Linked DNA regions of Hordeum vulgare: region 2 is linked to region 1. The links are chromatin contacts, called in public Hi-C maps. All regions are on one chromosome and are shown on one strand. Each heading gives the region's core, a stretch centred on a gene start, on an enhancer-like site or on the middle of the called end of the contact. The rest is flanking DNA. Distances are from core to core; before and after follow the strand shown.

Region 1 (6,153 bases), core at 2,478-4,977:
TAGTCCTATCAAAGACTAGCATCTTCAGGGGTCTTGCAGCAATAGACGAGAGTAGAGCACGTAACACAATTAATAGTCATATTATTGTAGCAATATTAATTAAAGTCACGCCCAGAGATTCTTCCTCATCTCCCTGTGAGGAAGCAATCCGAGAGCAAACATTCCAGTTAAGTAACAATTGTAGTTGTATAAGATCGGGGCACAACTCCAAGTCGTCATGTAACAGTGGACACCGCTATCCGAATAGTTAATTATCATCCCTGCAGGGGTGCACTACATATTCCCCATCACGCTCGATAAACTCTGGCCGGACACACTTTCCGGAGTCATGCCCGACCTCGGAACATCGATACGTCGCAGCCCCACCTAGACTCAACAGAGAGGCTAGCCCGCCGGTATAAATCATAAGCGCACATGGGTCATGGGCCCATCACCCTTTGCACTCCTGTACGATGCGAGGGCGGCCGATGCCAGTCCTGGCATCTCTTATACAAGAACGGTGATAATCCAGACCACTCGGGCGCGCGCCGCTCCATTACTGACGTTTGAAGAGCTTAAACTGATACCACGACGTCGAGTACCCATAATTCTCCCACGTAGATGGTTAGTGCGAATAAGGTCTCCAACCAACGCAGATCAAATACCCAAATCCATTAACATTTTAATTAACTCATCGACACATCCACACGATAATCCACCCGCCAAACACTTATTCATCAATGTTCCCAGTAGCACGATCAAGCAACTGTGTGGCTGTAACATCAGGGGGATCCGAGGTATCACCCTTATTGGATTCCAAACGTTGTAACCGTCAAGGTGGCCAGGGAGGAAGCACCCTCAATGGGCCACACTTGATGGGTTGTACGACAGAGTCGTCATCGTGGGTGGTGAACGAGGAACCACCCTCCGAGAACCACCGCCGGTCAACTACACTACAACGCTAGCATCGAAGTACATAACAAGGTGTCACCCTCGGTACTCGATAGTAGCTCTACAACGTCGTACAACTAAGGGGGGGTGTGAGTGCTGTGTCAGGTCTTGGCTCGTCGATCAGGGATCGAGACTTGACGATAAAGGGCAAAAGGGATGACTGCTCCACCTATACTAAACAGTTTAGATTGCGGTACAGTAAAGTAGTAGTTCATCAAAAACAAGCCATGCATCACATATAGGAGCTAACTACAACAATAGCAAAATTCTAATGCAAGCATGAGGGAGAAAGAATAGGCGATATAGGAATGATCAAGGGGTTTGCTTGCCTTGTTGCTCTGCTGCAAAGGGTTGGTCGTCAGGAGGGTAGTCGTACCCAGCAGCAACGTTAGTCTCAGGGTCTACCGGTAAGAAGAGGGGGAAGAAACAATAAATAACAGCAACACGTGCAACACGACGCATGACATGGCAATATGCGCGGCTAGGCATGCACTAACGCAGTATCATCCGTCATAGACGGATCGGGAAAATATCAGATGACATTTCTCGGGTCTGTGACTACTACCGGACATGCGAAACGGATGGAAAAGTTTCATGTTCGCTATGCTAGGGACGCGATACAAACGAATGGATAGCGTATCCGTGCTCGTCTCGTTTTTCTGATGAACTTTCATGTACAAATTATTTTCTAAAGTTTTATTAATTAATTAGGAATTAAATATATTTAATTAAATTCAACAAATAGATTTGATATCAGCATGATGTCGCTCTGACATCAATAGTCCACAGTCATGACGACTGTCCCCCACCCAAGCCGAATCGGCCAAGGGCGAGGCCAAGGGGCGATCCTTGCGGGCGTCAGCGGTGAGCGCTAGCATGCGGCAGGGAGGCTGGCGGTGCGCTAGGGGGGGGGAGCGGCTGACACGTGCTGGTCGGAGTTGCGGGACCGCGGGAGCGAGCGAGCGGGGGAAGGTCGAGTTGGGCGAGGCTCTATGAGGGGAGGGGAAGGGCGAAGCGGTGCACAACGCGTGGGGGTGGGGCAACGCGACAGCGGCATCAGCGGGCGTCCAAAGCTCATCGGAGGTGGCCGGAGCGCGGCCGACGGGCGGCGGCCGGGGCCAAGAAGGGGAAAAGGGGGGGGTGGCCGGAGCCCGGTGGCTCACCACTGGTGTAGTGGCTGCACAGGCCCGGGGAAGGGGTCAACGACGCGGTGGCGAGGTGGAGGAGGGCGGCCGGCGATGGGGGCGGCCGGATCCAGCGATGACCGATGGTGGAGGGCGCCGGCGCCGACCGGGAGTCGGGGCAGGGTCGGGCTCGAGCCCGTGGTGGTTCTGGGGGCTAAGGGGGAGAGAGTGAGGGAAATGGTGGGATTTAGGGTTTGGGGAAATAGGGGGGCTTTTTATACCCCAAGGGGTATGATGGGCCGGTGGGCCGGTTCGGTTTAGGTGGTTGAGTTGGGCTGGCTCGGGGCAACCCGAATGGGGGTGGGGGTTCCTTTTTTAAATTTCTTTTAGTTTTTCTTAAATGTTATGTTTAAATTATTTTGTAATAATAATCTCTTCTAAAAATAGGGCATTTGGTCTAGTATTGCTTTTGCAATTTATTACAATCTCATAAAATATTTGAGATTCATTATTTGAAAATGATTAAAATTAAAAGGCATTTAATAATGAATTGACCGTAGTTATTAATTATTTTTGAGACAAAAGAGGGCTTGATAAATATGGTTTCATATTTTATAATTATCACGTGAATATTTGCAATCTAACCATGATTTTTGTTTTCGTGTTTAACAAAATATTTATTCCACTTATTAATTGAATTTTGAATTTCAACGGAAATTTGAAATGAGAAACGATCTAAAATTTGATCAAGCACTGTTTAGCAAAATGATTAGGCATTAATCATGATCATCAATGTAGCTTAATTACAATGACCACTCTACATAATCCAGGGATGTCACAAAAGGTTTGCTTCCAGGTCGCTCGGGGTTTCGTTTCACACGTGAGGAGAAGATTATGTTTTCCCCGCATGTGTTGTTTTGCGAAGAATGAAGGGGTTTCGAATAGGAATCGATCCACGCCGGGCTTAAACGAACACACATTAACAGATGGACCGGGGTGTAACCCTGGCGGGGGTAATCCGTGTCAATCCACGGGGGTTGGGCCCAAAACCTCGCGGGGGAGGGAGTAAGGTCCTATTTGTTTAAAAAGTCCTAGGACTTTTTTTAGTCCCAACTAAAAAGTTCGTAGTCCCTACTTGTTTGGTTGCAAAGACTAAACATGGACTAAATGTTATTAAATGACATGCTAAAGGACCATGTTACCCCTGTTAATGGACTAGAAATTATTAAATAACATGCTAAAAGTAGGGCGCTGTTGAAAAAAAAATCCATAAAAAGACTCTCTTAGGTACTTCTTTATTTAATCCTAAATGCTCATTTTTAATCCTTAAAAATCCCTTCCGTTTGGTTTAGATGAGACTAAAAAAGACTTTTTAATTCTACGAAAAAATCCGTGTAAACAAACACCCCTAAACGAGCAAGTCCTTAGCGGTTCCGAGCCGTCAACAGGTGTGGTCGTGCACAGCAGAGGCACCCAAGCCGTCCGTGCCAGAATATCCGGCCATGATACACGGATCAGACGGCGTGGAGTGAACCGAACACTTTTGTGGACTTTTATCATGTCCAGATCAAACATCTGGGTCGTTCAACAGAAATATACCCACAGATCGGACGGCCGAAAAAGGAGCCCACCTATTCCGGGGCTGCTATAAATATGAGGAGGCCGTCTCCGCCCCACCCCCTCTCGCCGTCCGCCGCTACTCCCCTGCTCGCCTCCGCTCTTTAGGGTTTTCTCTTTTTTCGGGGGAGAAATCTCAAGAGGCGGCATCATGCTCGTGTACCAGGACAAGCTTTCCGGTTCGTGCCCCCGCCCCTCCCCCACTTTTCGCCTCTTTTAAACTTGTTTCGAGGGAATCGGGCTTCCACTAGCTAGATCTTTTGAACTTGCTTCGAGGTAATCGTCCTTGGACTAGCTAGATCTGATCGCTTCGTTGAGTCGGTTGGTAATTCTATGTTAGCTGTCGGTTGCTGATGAGGATTTACGGACTGGTAACCCGGCTCCGCTCGCTAATCGGTAGATCTCCGTGCGGTCTGGGGTTAGGACTTTATTTTATGTGTGTTCATGCGTTCTTATGATGGATTTGACTGAATCTGCTGTGTTTGATGTGTCACAGGCGATGAACTCCTGTCGGATTCCTTCCCGTACAGGGAGCTGGAGAACGGTGTGCTCTGGGAAGTCGATGGCCATGTAAGCGTATACTCTCAGATGTTTTTTGTGCGGATGTTTAGATTATCGTGGTAGATAACGTGCTAGTTAGTTTATTCGACCTCGTCAATTTTGTCTCAAAACACACAGATCTGGATCAGCAGTGCTCACCTAGCCATGGGATACATTGATGACTGTTATATCATATTAGCCATCCACTTTCCAGGCTTGTATCTGCTTTTATGACCTATTATAGTCTCGTTATATTGTGCAGCTTTGACACTTATATGAAATTAAGCATATTTATATTAGGATTGATCGGTATGGTTTTCTACACAAGAAAAAAAGATTTCAACAATATCATCACATTAGTTGAATGTCGCCTAGAATATCTGTCAATACTACTACTGGATGATCTGGTGGATCTGCTTGTGTAAACTTTCAACCTCTAAAAGTTGATTGTTCACACACATGATTATAAACTGTTCATATCTAAAGCACCTGTTGCAGAATTCACATGTACTTCTATTTGTGCCAACATCTTGCAGATGTTTTAGTTTATTTGACTTGTATGGTTTTGAATGCTTGTAGTGGGTCGTTCAAGGAGCAGTTGATGTGGACATTGGTGCCAACCCCTCTGCTGAGGGTGGTGGTGAGGATGAGGGTGTCGATGACCAGGCCGTGAAGGTGGTTGACATTGTTGACACCTTCCGTCTTCAGGTTGCTTCCTCTTTTTGATTGACTCTATTGACCTCCACAGAGTATGCACTTGTTGATTGTGCTAAGTGTTAATTACCTTTTGCAGGAGCAACCTGCTTTTGACAAGAAGCAGTTTATTGCTTACATCAAGCGCTACATCAAGAACCTCACTGCCAAGCTTGAAGGTGAGGAGCTAGATGCTTTCAAGAAGAACGTTGAGTCTGCCACGAAGTATCTTCTTAGCAAGCTCAAGGACCTTCAGTTGTAAGTTCTCTCTTTGCCTTACTCGAAAGTGCAGGCACTGGTGTATGTAAAACAATGTCTCACCCTTGATTATCATTGATCTGTCCAGACACGTTAATATTTTATTCTAACATTATGATAATTCCAGATGCTGGTAATTTATTCTATAGAGCTTATCACTGACCGAAAAGCAATTATATTTTGGGAAGGTAGTAATAATCTATCCATTCAACTTAGGGTACTTCTAAAACTGCTCCTATTGACCTGTTTCAGCTTTGTGGGCGAGAGCATGCATGATGATGGCAGCGTGGTGTTTGCCTACTACAGGGAGGGAGCTGCTGATCCAACTTTCCTCTATTTCGCTCATGGGCTGAAAGAGGTCAAGTGCTAATCGCACTGTATGCTAATATCTATGTGGTCGTCAGTATTTTTGCTCTGCTCTATGGTTGTCAGTCGACTCTCCAATGCTTGTGTCAGTAACTATCAGATGTTGAGTATCTTGAAAACTTTGTGATAATCATGGGATTTGCTTTGTAATGGTAATCGTGAAATTTGTGTGGTTGTGTTTTGGTCAATGCCTCAGCGTTTACTCACTCGCTAGTTGAATCAAAGAGATTTTGCTGTGGAATCCGCCTTTGTTATCTTTATAATCTTATGTCTTTGTATTCTGTCATTCTCATGCAACAGAGTAAATGCACTGTTTGATCTTAAGAATCGTTTAAAATCAAGAACAAAATAATATGAGTTGTATATCACCTAATTAATGTGTAATTGATATCCGAAGTAATACCAATGGTATTTAGTGTGGTATCCCATTTTCGTAAATACTGAGCATTTATTACTAGTGATTGTAAGTATCTCCTTGGCCTCGGAGCAAAATGATTGAATCTAGCCTAGCAAAATGACTGAATTATCGTCTAGCCTAGCAAAATGACTGAATCTATCCTCGGATATATGTATCCGTATGTAGATTTCTAGTTAAACTCTTTAAAGACTTATATCTATAGGATAT
Region 2 (6,153 bases), core at 1,964-4,463, 130 kb before region 1:
AGGACATGATATCCATGGGCTAATGGAAATGTTACATATCAATCGGTTCAGGAGTACAGCTGCATTGTACTGAATGTTTAAAAATGCAATCCTAGGGTGCATAGCAACAAGAGCGTTACTTTGATGTTATAAATTTTGATGATGTCTAGATATAGGTGAGCAGTAGCAACAACAACAATAACAGCAATAACAACAACACATCAGTAATTTGTCATCACTATCTAACATGAAAAGGACAGCAGCAGTAATTTGACATCACTATCTAGCATGAAAGAACAGCAGCAGTAATTTCACATCACTATCTAGCATGAAAGAACCAGCAGCAGTAATTTGCATCACTATCTAGCATGAAAGGACAGCAACACAGCAACATAAATACTTGTTTATTGTTGGATTAGTCAAGAATTTGGTGAAACTTGCATCTCCTTTAAACAGATGAATATCTAGGCTACATTGCAATAAGTAACATGTATTGCACACATCAGGTAAAATTAATTCACGCCTCCAGCAGATGCAAGTCAAGTCAATATTCACACCTACTAAATCGCAGTCAGTTCAGTCCAGTTCAGTCCAGCAGAGATACAGTGGACGCTGTCGGTTACCTGCGCGCGAACATGCGGTTGGAGGTGACGACAAACTTGGCGCCGGCGACATTCTCGACGCCGAGGTTGGCAATGAAGCAACAGCGGTGGTGAGGGCGCCGACGAGGAAGCAGAGCGCCCACTTGAGCACGAAGTAGCGCATGATGTGGCCCCGACCCTGCGCCCGCCAGTCCTGCTTGAACACGTCGTTCTCGATGAGCCTGCAGCCAGCCCCGCACGGACAGAGTCAAGATTTTCTATCGCATATGATAACATGATGTTATCTATCTATAAAGACGGGGTGCAATCCAACAGATGAAAAATACAATGAGAGACAAAGATTTCATGAGTTTGTTGATGAAGCATTTTTTGAAAATAATACATGCGAGATTACTGGCCCCACGATGATTAAAGATGACATCAATAAGATCACACAGCAGGGGCTGAGTTAACAATCTGTGCGAATGAACATGCTGTTAATATGTCAGTAGTACTATTTGGGGAAGGCAGCAGATTAGAAACGTCCATACGACCGACGTGGGACGGATTAGATGAATGAAGGGATACTGTGGACAGCATGTATATGAATTGCACAGACATCAGTTGCTCACAGCAACATCTGGTACAGATGCTAAGCGACAAAATCACCATTTCCTACTTCCTCTTCAGAGAAAAAATTTGAACCAGGAAAATTGCAGCAAAGGCAGATTACAAGTATCAACCAAATTTAGAACCGAAAACGGTGGGTGAGAAGAAGAGCAAAGTGAACAAGATTCAGACTGACATCTAAGTGAGCTGCATGCATCATAACCATTATATTAATTTAATTTCGCAGATAATATTTGGCAGAGTTGAGCAATAAAGTAGGTCACAATGCTAACGACTCCAGTCTTGAAAAGATGAACCAAGTTCCTGCATCTGCTCATATATATAGAAAGGAAACATTTGCAGTCCATATTCGGTCCAGTCTTGAAGAAAAAAAAATGCTTTGCACTATAGCTAGTACTAAGCTTGAGACAAAGCATGTGATTGCAGCGCATCTAGATGAAACGTAATACCACAACATAGAGGGAGTCATTCTTTCCAGCTTCTTCAGAATGAGACATCGCCAAGAGAAATAAAACAATAAGACTGAGAAAACAATAAGACTGAGAACCTAACTGTGTGAGAGAAAGAAAACAATAAGACTGAGAACCTAACTGACCACTGCCCATGCCACACGCACCAGCTGAGACTCTAACTGACTAAGCCTGGAAAGTTTTGGCAGGAGCAGAAGCGGCCAAAGCCAAGCAACAATCGTCGTGCAATCGCATGCAGAGAGAGTCCAAGACATGGCAATGGCATGCGGTCAAAAGAGTTAGACCGCTTTGGTGAGGCCAGTGGCCGATTGCTCGGTCATCGGATTGCACACGACGAAATCGAATTCGTCGTTTTCCGACAACTATCCCCAGCATTTGCAGAGGAGGAGGCTGGTGGAGCATTGCTGGAGCTTGAATCTATGGTATCTCCCGCGCAGGAAAGGGAGAGAAGCATCGACCAACGGGCGCCCCCCGGACAGATTGCTGAAGCAGAGGTTGTCGGCCAGGCGGTTATGGAAGAATCCGGCGAGGGTCTGCGGTGCCCTCTTGATGGTTTTGATGGTGTCGGAGCAGAGCTGGCGCCACTGCTTGGAGACGCACTGGAAGCGGCAGAGCGACCGGTAGGGCAGCCGCGCCAGGATCTCGACGAGGGGGCCCTCGGAGACGCTCTCCGCTGCCGCCGACGCTGGCTTCCTCTTCTTCCTCTGCTTCTACGAGCGGACCCAAGAAAGAAAGACTGATTAGGCTCCCGGTCGATTCCGTTCCATGGACCGAAGAAAGATTGGTTCGGGGAAGAGGTATGGAGCAGACCTGAGAAGCTACGGCGGGGAACAGCGATGCGGGATGGGACTCGTCGCGGCGGCGGATCGCCGGCAGGTGGTTCTGGTTCTGCTCCTCTCCCGTGCGGCCATGCTCGCTTCCCCCTGGCGGCATCATGATCCTCCTCGCCTCGTGGATCGGTAGATTTAGGCGGGTGGAACGGCCACCTAACTGTGCGAGGGAAGGAAGGAACCGCCGGTGGAATCCATCGTTGCCTTGTGGGCGGCGGTGAGGGTGTCAGAGAGCTGCGCGAGCGACGCGGCGACGGAGTCGAGGCCGCGGACCAGCATTAGCAAGCCCTCCCAGAGCCGCTTCGGACGCCCGGACGCCACCGTGCACTGCGCCGAACAGATCGGATCAGAGAAAGCACGGACGCGTGAGGATCCATCCATCTCTGGAGTCGGGACAAAGAAAGAAAAAGAGGGATTTCGGTCAGGATCGATCGGGAGTACCATGGATGTGGCGGAGGTGATGAGGCGGTGGTCCTCGAGGATGCCGACGGCCTGGCAGCCTCCACGGCCTCGGAGGGCTCCGCGGGCGGCGGCTCCGACGACATCTGCGTAGGTGGGGATCAGGGCAGAGGGAATCGCCGGGAGCTAGGTTAGGATGATTATGATGTGGGGATTGGAATGGGGTGTGGTAGTGAGGAGGTGGGGATCGGGAGGGGGGCGGGGAGGAGGTTGCGGCGGCGGCTGAGGAGATGGGGACGAGGGAGGAGGGGTGTTTGATAGGGTTCGCTGCGTGGGGGACAGAGAGGAGCTGGGTGGGTGAGAGGGTGAGGGGGTGTGGGCCGTTGGATCTGTACGACTTGGACAGCTCAGATCGTTTTCAATAGGGTGGTCCATGGACTTTATTCTGATTGTTCGAGACATGTGTCATTTAAAATAAGGGCAGTGCTAGGCGCCGGCGCGCCGGCCCGAGGGCTTGCGCCGGTCGCACATCAGCCGTCAGATTAGGGGCCCCCTGACCGACCGCCTCGCCTCGCCTCCTCACCGATGGTCGCCCTCACCGTCGGTCGCCGCCTCGGCCGCCCGTCGAAGCATCATGGATGCAGCACGTCGGTCTTCACCTCGTCGGCCTTCACCTCGTTCGGTCGCATCTCACCCCCCTGTGTTGCAAACGATGGAAAAAAAGTTTCAACCGTGTGTATAAAAAGCTTCAACCGTTAATAAAAACGGCTTCAACCAAAAACTTCAACGAGGGAAAGTTGCAAACGTTGACAGAAAAAGCTTCAACCGTGTATGAAAAAAATTTCAAATGCTGCTCCGACTGCAGCATCTCGCGTGGTCACTCCTCAAAAGTTTCAACCGTGTATAGAAAAGCTTCAACCGTTAAGAAAAAAGCTTCAACCAAATACTTCAACGAGAAAAAAGTATGATTTGCCTTACAACTTTTTATATGTATGATTGCAGCTTTTTAATCAACGGTTGAAGCTTTTTTAAATAGCCGTTGCAGCAATTTTGAGTGACGTTTGTAACACTTGTATACGTTCGGCCAGCGCACGGGCGGAAAATGTTTACCATAAAATAATCTCTAAGTGCTAAAAATAATTGAGATTTATGAAGAAACTACCAATAATATTTTATAAAATGTCGCCACTAAAATTTTCATTCAATTTATACCATATATTATGGATAATAACCAACTTCTATACATTTTCTTTGAACGAAAAATTCATTTTCCATTTTTCGAGGGCCCAAAATGAGTTGTTTTGTGAAGAACTTACCATATATTTGTTGCAAGATCCATGGCTTTCAAGATCCATGGCTTTCAAGCCAAATTATCAATCTTATGGCCACATTAATGACATAGTTTGTTGAAATGATATAATATTATGCACAAGGATGCATATTGAAATAACAAACAATATTGATTAAGGAAGTTTTCATTTTCCTGGTATGTAAAAATCATTTTCCATTTTTCAAGTGTCCAAAATGAACTTTTTTGTGAAGGACCTACCATATATTTGTTTCAAAATTGGACCAAATCATTTTTCTAAAATACTAGGCCATATTTAATGTATAATTGACAAAATGGTTGGGTGTTAAAGGCTTTTATCGATCTCTCCTAAAAAAGATAAATTTTCGTTGAATCAGCTGAAAGCGGGTCAAACTTGAACTGCATCTACATTATAGTTTGCTCTATATTTTTGCTAAAAACAATTTATAGGTACACAAGTATCTATTTAATCATAGAAACATCAAAACATTTCCAAGATTCAACCACTAGGTATGAACGGTCATACCCGCTATTTTGACCGCGTTTTGAAATGGCCATGGAAAATTCAAAACAAATTCAAAAAAATGGAAAACCATTGCATTGTGTCATTATATGTGACAAAGTTACCAGGAAAATTAATAAACTTGTAATACGACAATTATTTTAAATAAGTGTTCTTAGAAATGAGCTATCATGTGTGAAGATTCATGACTTTCAAGCCAAATGATCAATCTTATAGCCACATTCATGACATAGTTTGTTGAAATGATATAATATTATGCACAAGGGTGCATATCGGAATGGCAAACAATATTGATTAAGGAAGTTTTCATTTTTCTTGTATGAAAAAATCATTTTTCATTTTTCAAGTGATCAAAATGAGTTGTTTTGTGAAGGACCTACCATATATTTGTTTTAAAATTGAACCAAATCATTTTTATAAAATACTAGTCCATATTTAATGTACAATTGACAAAATGGTTGGGTGTTAAAAGATTTTATCCACCTCTCGTGAAAAAGACAAATTTATGTCGATTCAGCTGGAAGCGGGTCAAATTTGAACAGCAGCTGCATTATAGTTTGCTCTTTATTTTTCCCAAAAATCATTTATAGGTATATAAGTATCTATTTAATCATAAATACATGGTGTGGTGCCTTGACGTCGAGGTTTGCATGGTGGTCGAGGGCCCCAACTCCAAAGTGCGTGAACTTGCATGCCAGTCTCATGGTCACCGCCTAACCGTTGCATTGCCACGCGTTCTAGGTGGAATAGTCATGTCTGGTGGGTTGGACAATCCCTCGATAGGTGTTAGCAATAATAATACAATAGAATAATCTTATGAGGAGACTGAACTAAGCACAAACATAAATTAGCAGCCAAGTGTTTGATTAGCGGTGCGGGTAATTCACATAGACAATGGGCCTAAATTTTGGCTGAGGATGATCATCTACTAAGGAGACTCTCTTGGCAAATTTTTATCTCAAATGGATGAATCTAGGTGGCACTTGCTTTGCAAAGTAACACATTGTGCAGAAATATGGATGTTGAGGCTAGGATCAAATGAATGAATGGATTGACCTGAAATTTGGTGTATGATGTTAATTTGGGCATATGAAGACACTGTATAAAAATTATACCATTTGGACATGCCAAACTCACACTTCCTTCACAATGTGCCAATTTGGACAGAAAATGGTAATTAAAACTGGGCTCACATAGATGATTGGATTGAGCTTAAATTTGGAGGAGGATGATAATTTGGGCACATTAAGCTACTGTAAAAAATTCATAAAATTTGGATAAACAAAAATTATACTTCCTTCACAATGCTCTCTACTGAATAGAATATTGGGAAAAATATTGAGAGAAATTGGCTGAATTAAATGAGCTAAAATTTGGTGCAGTGAGGTTATATGGTCAGTATCATCCCGTGGTAAATTTTTCATCAACTATA

The links. Hi-C and Micro-C count contacts between places; a contact is called where the count stands out from the background.
Region 2: a contact with region 1 is called in a Hi-C map of seedling, with 2.7 times the contacts expected there. The contact joins the promoter of LOC123448409 here to the promoter of LOC123448408 in region 1. A contact is called at or near these places in 1 of 6 Hi-C or Micro-C datasets (seedling) and 1 of 1 datasets of contacts at active chromatin or transcription factors (embryo).

What each region holds. Positions count from the first base shown.
Region 1 is chr4H:213,772,249-213,778,401 of MorexV3_pseudomolecules_assembly, reverse strand. LOC123448408 (translationally-controlled tumor protein homolog) reads left to right here and starts at 3,727. Exons shown (of 5, transcript XM_045125264.1): 1 at 3,727-3,850; 2 at 4,168-4,241; 3 at 4,791-4,919; 4 at 5,005-5,162; 5 at 5,415-5,769. The coding sequence starts at 3,823. The coding sequence ends at 5,532.
Region 2 is chr4H:213,904,856-213,911,008 of MorexV3_pseudomolecules_assembly, reverse strand. LOC123448409 reads right to left here and starts at 3,213. Exons shown (of 5, transcript XM_045125267.1): 1 at 2,932-3,213; 2 at 2,471-2,817; 3 at 1,807-2,370; 4 at 603-802. The coding sequence starts at 2,596. The coding sequence ends at 2,023.